Linked DNA regions of Gossypium hirsutum: all the other regions are linked to region 2. Evidence: chromatin contacts called from public Hi-C data. All regions are on one chromosome and are shown on one strand. Each heading gives the region's core, a stretch centred on a gene start, on an enhancer-like site or on the middle of the called end of the contact. The rest is flanking DNA. Distances are from core to core; before and after follow the strand shown.

Region 1 (3,267 bases), core at 191-2,690, 140 kb after region 2:
AAATAATAGATCAAATCAGCAGAGAATTTTTTCGTATATCATTTCACTCATACAAGGGTTCTATTTATAATTCATTGTCATTTAATGCAACACATATAAATGAAGCTCACTTAAGTGCTTCATTAACACATACATTAAGCAACTTGCATATTTATTTTCATAATGAATGAGGGGGTTTTTTATCTCCTTAATGAAAGGGTTAGAATATGGACATCCATATTTATTTGTAATAATAATAATAAGAATAATAGCTACCACTTGAAAAATCTAACTTTCAAGTAAACAACTACAATTATTTATGTAAATTTTCATTTATTAAAAGTTATTCGTTAAAATTCTCAATATAATTGTATTTTTCATACAGAAATAATTTTAAATCAATCTAATATCTTCTATCATATGATTCAATATATTATTTTTGTTAATAATATTTAATGATTGAATTTTTTTTACAACTAACTGAATCTTAATTTGGTTAGCATCGACATTGTTGTCAATGCAAGAGGATGTAGGTTCGAGAGTGTCGAATCACACTTATCCTCCTATTAATAGAACATACAATATGGCAATCAGAACATTAAATATATTCATAATACAAAATGTTATGGAAGCTTATGAAATTACGTGAATTTTACATAATATTATCCCACCCAAAAAATAATTATATCTCTATATAATTTTATATCAAATTTTTATCATTATAATATTGAAAGAGTGAGAAACGGATAACAAAGTTTAAGCCCGTATTATTTAAATGCTAGACAAAAAATTTAACCACTAGACAAATCTTAATAAATAATTTTATATCAAAATCAAATATATAATATGTAAATTTTTGGCATAATAATAAATTTAGCCTTTAAAATTTACATCTTTTTTCAGTTTGCCCCTATTATTACTTTTAGCTAAATTGGACTTATAACCTTTTAAAAAGAGTTTAATTTGATCATTAACCTTTTAAAAAATTAAATTGTTGTTTTTTTAACAAAAATATTGACTACAAAGTTAAAACTTTTAAACATGACAATCCATATGTACTTCATACTCTTTTTTTGAATATTTTTATAATTTTAAAATTTTTTATTGATGAGACCAATTGTATCTTGTCAGCATGAAATATATGTAAACTGTCGTGAAGGTTTTTATGCCAATATCGTTAAAAAATTAATGTTCTAATCAATAGTCCCGTTAAGAAATAGTAAATTAACTCTTCTTAAAAGTTTAATTGTCAAATCTAACTAAAAAAAGATAAATGATAAATTGATAAAAAAACATAAATATTAAAAACTAAATTTAACATTTAAAAAAAATCAATGAAAGGATTGAAGCAACAATGGGACCTGGATCCAATATTTTTATTCCTTCATCAAATAATGATATTGGGCCTGACTCTTGTGAAGGTAATAGTGATGGGTCAAGAATATCTGGATCTGGGCTGCACCCACTAACTACGCTTTGACTTTTTAGTGATGTGACCATTTTTCTTTATACCTTTTAAAATCGACTATTATCATTATTCTCTCCACTATTGGTATTTTTTTAATTATTTTATTATTTTCTTATTGCATCATCTTGCGTCCGCTTCTGGTGTTTTTCTATTCTATTAAACGATGTATGGGATAACAATTCTTTTAAAATACAACCCAAAGACATAGGAGTATTTTAGTTTTATTTTATTTTGACATAATGATAAATTTAATATTCCATATCTTTCTTTTTCATTTCTTTGATCCTACTATTTTTGGAATATTTTGGTCCTCACCATTCAAATTTTAATTAAATTACTTTTCTTTATGTTAAAAAGTTATTGGTTTATTAAAATTTTAACAATATTGATGTAATAGTTGGTGTGATAATTTACGTATACTTTATTGTGGACATGCATAATTATTTTTATAAACTTTATTGAAAATATTGAAAAATTTTATTAATCATTTTAAAATTTTATGAAGTATATATGGATTGCCACATACGCATCCACTTCGCTATAGTTAAATTTAATTAGGCCAATTCAAATGAGTCAAATGAAGTTCATTTAATCAATTGACCTCTATAGGACACTATGTATGCATTCATTAGGAGCTTTGATCCATGAAATGTGACATTCTCCTCTACTTATTCTCGTGATGCCCTTACCATGTCCTCAGAATGATACCAGTTTGACTCGTCTTAGAATTGCCTCAACATTTCAACTGATTCCCAACTAATCTCTCTGTTAGGTAGTTATGCTTCTCTTGTTTATCTTGTTCGCAAGAGCCCACCGCTCTTACTTACTCCCATCTTGAATTGTCTCGATTAGGATCCCGTTAATCCGCACATATAAGCTTAGGTATGCCCACATTGAACACTGGGTTAACCTTGAGTATAGTCGCCAACTCTGATTTGTAAGCCCCTTAGCTTACCCACTTCAGAACTTTGAAAGGGTCTCTATGTCTTTGCCAAGCCAATAGTAAGTCATAATGTAAAACACTAGGAAAGTGTTTGAGATGTACCTCGTTCATAGAATTTACTCTATTCAACTGCTCAATTTGCATTACCACTATTCCTTTAAAGTTCGATGCATAACCCATATCTCTCATAGGTGGATGCCCTATTGATAACTCAACAGGCTTCATATTGATTTTTTGTACCTCTAGCATTTCCAAAGAGGTTTTTTTAGCACTTTGATCTATCAAGTCAATGTTCTTTCCACAATGAATATTCTCAGCTAGTTGGATTGTTGACAATACTTTGGTTCCACCCCTCATGTCTCTACTTACCGGAACAATGCAATTTTGTTTTCAAGTATCCAAGATACATATACAATCAGCAAAAAGAACTAACAGAGCATTAATCTTGTCAAGAAAATTCAAGCCAAGAATAAAGTCATAATCATCCAAGTGGTACCTCGAAGTCTTCCTTGCCTTTCCACTGACAAGTTTGTAGCTCAACTCCTTATGCCACTCCCATAGTTGGGACCTTTTTAAAGTGTACTATATTGATCATTTTAGTTGATTTGCTAACTGAGACCAATTTTACCTATGACTTTCTTCTATATGAGCAAATCGGATGCCCTTGTATCGACAAGAGCACTCTTTCTTTGACTTATGATATTAATGTCCACATACACCTTCCCTTTCTGTTTACGATCCTTCTTCGCTTTCGTAAAATTGAGTATCATTTATCCAAGCTTTAAAGCCTCACTCTCTAGCTCCACTTCCTCTTCTTTATTGACACGGACAACTTAGATCACTCTCGATAATCTTGTATCCTATGCAAACCACAATA
Region 2 (3,191 bases), core at 657-3,156:
TTCTGGAACGGGGTTCCATGTCAGTGAAACCTAAATGAGGAAACAAAGGTGAAAGGGATACTTTTCTAGGATAGAATGCAGGCATTTATCTGATGGTGTGATTTCATCTAATATTAACCGAAGCTTTCATCTATAGTGATGGTCAGCCAAAATTCAATTAACATACTTCATAAAGATAATTATAACTTACGACAAGAACTGCTGCAAACAAAAATATAACTCTTAGAAACCACAAGCAAACTCTCTCATGTATTCTTTAAATGATAAATGTACGAGTCATGGTGTCTGAAATTGAGCTATTGATGTACAGAAGTTCATTATATGTTGACCACAACACCTTAATCAGAAGGGATGATTGTGATCCGAAATGCATGTGCTGAGAACCACAATGGGAGGGTAGCACCGAGGTTAATAAGTAGTTTATATAAACAATTGCATATACTAAATTCTAGATGACAAAAGACAAAGTTTAAAATCAGAAATGTATGACTCACAATGTCTAAAACAAGTTATTTATGTACAACTAAAGTTCATTATATGCTGACCACACCTTAATCAGAAGGGAAGATTGTGCTCCGAAATGCATATGCCGAGAACCACAATGGGAGGCTAGCACTGTTCTTCACAGAGTACATTTCCTTCCACACTCGACTCTTCTGATGGTATACTAAGATCTGCTTGTGAGTTGCCAAGAATATACATTCACCAGTTTGTGCAATGGGGAATATGCCAGGCACTAGTCCCCTAATGCATCTAAGGCTCACTCTATCCACCATATACCATACTTCTTTTTCGTAGTCTTTCATTACCCAAATATTCATCCATGCGTCCGAAATCTGAATCAAAGATAAGCATCCATCGGAATCCAACAAATAAACTCGATTTCCAGTCCCATAACTCACTTCATCAGGCAAAGAAATCTTCCTCCAAACATCATAATCAAGATCAAGTGCAAGTATATAGGAACAACTACCGGTCAACCAATGAAGGGCACCGTTAACAAATACAACTTGGTTCTTGTTCATATGAGTGAAATGATCGTCTCGATGTGAAACAAACTTCTTCCACTTATTCGAATCCGAATCAAATATCAAACATATGAAAGTCCCATCAGGTCTATGACCAAACGTACGATGATACCCTGCTAACACAACATTAAACTTGTTCTTTGATACATCACATGCTAAACCAACAAGCGTGGCTTCACCATCGGGATAAAACCGAGTAACAGGCCTCTCCCTACACCTAGGAAGCAACTTAAAGTCTCTAGTCATAGGGTTACAAACGTAGTAAACACCCTTATCGGGAATGCTAGAGCAACACAGCAAGCCATTACATGAAGCTCTGACCTTGACTCTATCTTTCAAGAAATCCAACGAGACTTCAGAGACACCCCTCAAATTATCAACACAGACCAAGCTTGATCTGGATTCTGGTGAACCCGAAGTCTCAATCAAGACCATTAGGTTCTTAGCAGACACCTCATTATAGAGTTTTATGAAATACTTGTCAGAGACTAATCTATACCAAAGTTTGCAAACAGTTTTATTTTTGAAAAGGGGCTTTACAGGCAATCTCGCAAGAACTTGAAGGATAACTTCATCAGGAAAAATACCCATCTTTCAAATTCATAATTCAATCAAGAAAAGCGAAAGAAGAAAGAAAATCAAGGTTTGCTTACCAGGGGAGTGAATTGGGGATTTCAACTGAAACAACAACAAAAGAAAGCCTTTTGTTTAGCTTTTTTTGGGGGGGGGGGTTGAAGAATCGAATAGTAAAGCAAATTATGGGAAGAAGAGGATGATGGTAGTTTCGAGGCAGATTAATTAGCGACCTGATAGGGAAGAAGCTTTTTCAGTTATGTTGCCGAAGGGAGCGAACTGCAAAGCGATGAAATAGCAGAGTCAAGGGCTAATGGGTCCACTACGCATCCATGAAAATATAACTAAATGGGCTTTTTCAGCCGATTGATTTTGTCCAAATGAAACCAAGGATTTTGGTTAAGACAATAAAGGTTAAAATCTGCTATTAGTCCCTATACTTTGAAAACATTAGGATTTAGTCCTTTTACTTTAAAAAATAAAAATCAAGTCTTACTTTTTTATTTAAAAATCTCAGTCTAATCATTAAAATTGTAAGTATTTTCTCCCAAAACTTGTCAAGTTAGAAATTTGATTAGGCTATTCTCATATGATGTGTGACATATAATTAATAGAAAATAAACATGATAAGTTAACAAATTTTAACAAAAACTACTAACAAACATAATGATTGGATTAAGAATTTTGGTTTAAAATTTTTAACCTTTAAATTATAGGGAATAAATCTCAAATTCTATATAAATAGAAGGACTAAGAGCATATTTTAACCAAAAATAAAATGCATAAAGGCACACAAAAAATAGATATTTCATAAATTTAATAAAATAAAAAATAACATATTGAGGTAAATAAATTTATTGTTGAAGAAATTTTTTTTTGTGAGAGAAAAAAAAATTACAAGAATAGCACTTAATCAAAAAAACCGCTTGAAGACTTATTCCTATCAATTAAAACACGAGCCATCTCAGGTGGAACGTCGAGCACTTGTAAATTTCCTTTCTCAAGCAAAGCTTGTTTAGCTAAACAATCCGCAATCTGATTTTGTTCTCTCGGAATATACTGCAAAAATCAATGATTTTCCTGAGACATAATATTATGGATACGCCTAATTAATGCGAAATTACAGACAGTTGAAGAGCTTTCGAGAATGCCTTTAACAACTTCCAAGATATCAGAATGAATGATAACGTGATCATAGTCCAACCGTTGAATTAGTTTAAGGCTCTCAAGAATACCTCACAGTTCCACATTAAAAACTGAGCATTTTTCAAGAAATCGGTGAAAGCCCATGATCCAATGCCCCTCCTTATCTCAAACAACTCCCCCAGTTGCAGCAAGTCCAGAATCTAATTGCACTGCCCCATCAGTAAAAAGAAGAACCTGTTCTTCAGAGGTATGAACTTTAACAGATTGATCAAGATATCCAGAAAGGACCTCTTGAGAGGAAGAGGAGAAATGTAATGCCCAACTGTAGGATCCTTGAACTATTTCTTTTGAGCTCCACGGTTTGCCTTGAAAGATGTATAAATTCCACCCTGTAAGGCAAAAGAGGTCTTACGATTACTTCGAATACCATCGCTTCTTCTGTCT
Region 3 (3,240 bases), core at 491-2,990, 160 kb before region 2:
CCCAAAAATTAAAGCTATATTCAACTCCTACTCAATATGCTACACTTTTATTTTTTTATATATTTTTATTAAATAGAATAATGATTTTTTTATATTATGTATGTCCGTTTTTCTTAAAACCGAACTTGATTAATTTGAAAATTAAACCTAACTTGACTTGCAACCTAATTTCAAACAAAAAACCTAACCCCATCGAATAAAGTCAAAATCCATTGGATTCGAGCTTTTTTTTTATCATCCCTAACAACAACATTATCAACTGAAGTAAAATTAAATTAAGTTAAATAAAAACTGAGAGAATTTATTTATTCAAAAATTTTAAATGCATAATTATGAAGTACACTATGATTTTTAGAACAAAATATGTTTGGTTATAATTATATATATAAGTATTATTTAGGGATAAATTTCAAAATTATACATAAATTTTGATTAATGTATAATTGTATACATGAACTATAATTTGGTGCAATTATACATATGAAACTCTAATTTTTGTTCAAATGTATACTTGAAACTTTAATTTTAATTTAATCATACACATTTAAAGAAATAAATACATCAATTTATTTTTATATTGGATAAATATAATTATTTTGTGTATGGAATATATAAACATAAAATGATGTTATATCAATAATTGTGTTAATAATTTACAAGAATTGGATCAAATCAAAATTTCATGTATAAAATTGCACAATATCAAAGTTCATATATACAATTGCACATTAAATCATAGTTCATGTATAATTTTGGTATTTATCCCTAAAAGTTTATTGCACTTTTTTGGGGAGAACACAAATTTAAACATTAGAGATAATATTGTTAGGAAGGGTAACCACGAGCTCTAAATATAGACAATATGTACTATAAAAAGATTCCCATAAATATGTTAAATTGAGAATTTTTTACAAAAAAATATTTTGTTAAAACTTTAATAGACGCGAAAAGTGAAAATATTAATTATGACAAGTGATTTTTATAGATCTTATCTTTAAATGATAATAAATTTTTGCTTTTTGAGAATAAATGATAATAAATTATTAACCCTTACCTATAAAAAAATTAAAATTAGATTTATATTATCTTTAATACATTATTTGGTACCAAAGTTTAGTTTCAATGTTTAATTTAGCATCTGAATTTTTTTTCTTGATTTAGTACTTAAGTTTGGTTTTAATGTTTATTTCGGTATCTAATTTTTTATTTTGATATTTGAAATCCTTATAGTCCGAATTTGGTACATAGTTTGTCTCCAATGTTTAATTTAGCATCTGAGTTTTTTTTTCAATTAAGTATTTATATTTTCTTTATTAGAGCACACGTGTCAAACATCTATTTGGTCACATAATGTCATTTGGTTTGGGTACCAAATTAAATTTTGAAGCCAAATTCATGTATCAAATTGAACCTTGAGATCAAACTCCTATACCAAATGATAAATTAACCGGTGGTAATAAATATACGTCTAACTTGTTATGATTTACGTAATCTTAATTTTTTTCCTCAAACAATTTTACATATAATATATATATATAAAATTAACCGTTATAATTAGTAAATTCTATTTAATTAGCATCCAAATTTTTTATTTCAACTGTTATGAAATTGGAGAATTAATAGAATTTGTCAGGACAGGATTACCTTACAACTTTTTTTTTATTTTATTGTAAAAGGCAATTACAATCTTTGGGCCAAAATTACGTATAGCAAATTTTTTTGCCTTATTTTGCTCCATATATGATTTCTTCTTCATTGAGAAAATTCATTCTGGAGCCTATAAATACGTTTTTTTGTTTTTAAACCAAAGCCATTTTACGTGCAAGTTAAGCGATATTCCAGTTACCTTTCAAATTCCCACCACCCAAATATGACCAAAATCATCTCTTTATTCATACTTGAAGCTGTATTTTGCTTCACATTTTTCACTGTAAGCTACTCAGACATCAACCTGATTCAAACCAATTGCAAAAAGACTCCATTTTACGATCTCTGCGTCTTGACTTTGAAATCCGACCCCCGGATGTGCCGGGGCTTGCTCGGATTGTGGCTGACAGTGTCAATGCTAAAGCCATTGCCACATTGAATCAGATTTCAGCATTGCTTAAAAGTGTCAAAGACCCCACCTTGGAAAAGGCCTTGGAAGGTTGCATTGTTTCATATAACACCATTATCCAGGGTGATATCCCAGTAGCAATTGATGCAATTGAGAAAAACAACCCCAAATTTGCTGTTCAGAGTGCAACTGATGCTGGAAATGAAGCTCAGGCATGTGAAAACAGCTTTGCAGAAAAGGCATCCAATTCGCCAATCTTTAGTGGAAACAAAGCTGTGCATGATCTTTCTGTTCTTCTTCAATCCATTGCCTCATTGTTACTCTAGGCTGATGTTAAGTCAGTTCTCTTTGTTATTAAATGATGATAAATAAATTAAAACAAAATGAGAAATTTATGAATTATCTGATGATTTTTTTCATGTTTGTTTACATCGATGAAGTATGCCATTACAAAATCGGTGTAATTAGCTTTTACTTTTTTAGCACAAACACTCAAAGGTGAAATAAAAACACAAAAAGGAATTTCTCACAAAGGAATCAAGTCGTGCTCTCTAAGCTCTCGACTAGCTAATCTCATGCCACTACTACCTGTTTATAGTCCACACGACTTCAACTAGAAGTAAAGGATAAGTGAGATAATATTTTGATAATACTAGCTGGTTTTTCACAACATAAATGGTTGACAAGTGACTTAAATTATTGTTCATATGATCTTCAATGATCTCTATTTTATCTTGATCAAAATCATCAAATAATCCTCAAGAAATACCAACTGAAAAATGCTTTAATTAAATCGGCTACACAGCGCCGATAATGCTTTGCTTATTCTTATGCTCCATATCCTCAGATTATCAACTGAGATACTGTCACCAAAATATTGTTATTAAACTCGAATATTTACTTATTAAATTTCGGGTTTATCAATAAATTTTGCTTCTGATTTATCTTGAATAAAATCAAAATATATTCTCAATCAAAATTCTCAATAAGCTACAGTGTAAGTTTGGATTTTTGGTAAAAGTTCTGAAGTAGCAAAATACATTCACGACAGCATAACATGTGAATCAACTCAGGAATATTATTCAAGAAAGCAAAACACCCCTTAACTAAATTCGATTACACCTTTCTCCATCTTTTGAAAAAAAAATCTAAAGATGAATTGAACAAAGCATAGATGAAATGCA

Evidence for each region. A called contact is a pair of places that touch in the nucleus more often than the background predicts.
Region 1: a Hi-C map of leaf shows a contact between it and region 2, with 2.2 times the contacts expected there. The contact joins the enhancer-like site here to the promoter of LOC107896402 in region 2. A contact is called at or near these places in 7 of 34 Hi-C or Micro-C datasets (cotyledon and leaf).
Region 3: a Hi-C map of leaf shows a contact between it and region 2, with 3 times the contacts expected there. The contact joins the promoter of LOC107955860 here to the promoter of LOC107896402 in region 2. A contact is called at or near these places in 2 of 34 Hi-C or Micro-C datasets (both in leaf).

Annotation. Positions count from the first base shown.
Region 1 is chrA10:102,153,366-102,156,632 of Gossypium_hirsutum_v2.1, forward strand. No RefSeq gene overlaps it. Among protein-coding and RNA genes, the nearest start is that of LOC121208850, 4.8 kb to the right of the region's middle. Within about 2 kb of position 1,441, at least 2 of the 9 cell types and tissues checked have an H3K27ac peak or open chromatin away from gene starts, as enhancers often do. A contact at or near this core is called in leaf, where this site is marked.
Region 2 is chrA10:102,012,375-102,015,565 of Gossypium_hirsutum_v2.1, forward strand. LOC107896402 (F-box protein At5g49610) reads right to left here and starts at 1,907. Exons shown (of 1, transcript XM_016821564.2): 1 at 217-1,907. The coding sequence starts at 1,619. The coding sequence ends at 552.
Region 3 is chrA10:101,849,003-101,852,242 of Gossypium_hirsutum_v2.1, forward strand. LOC107955860 (cell wall / vacuolar inhibitor of fructosidase 1) reads left to right here and starts at 1,741. Exons shown (of 2, transcript XM_041078574.1): 1 at 1,741-1,787; 2 at 1,944-2,382. The coding sequence starts at 1,741. The coding sequence ends at 2,382.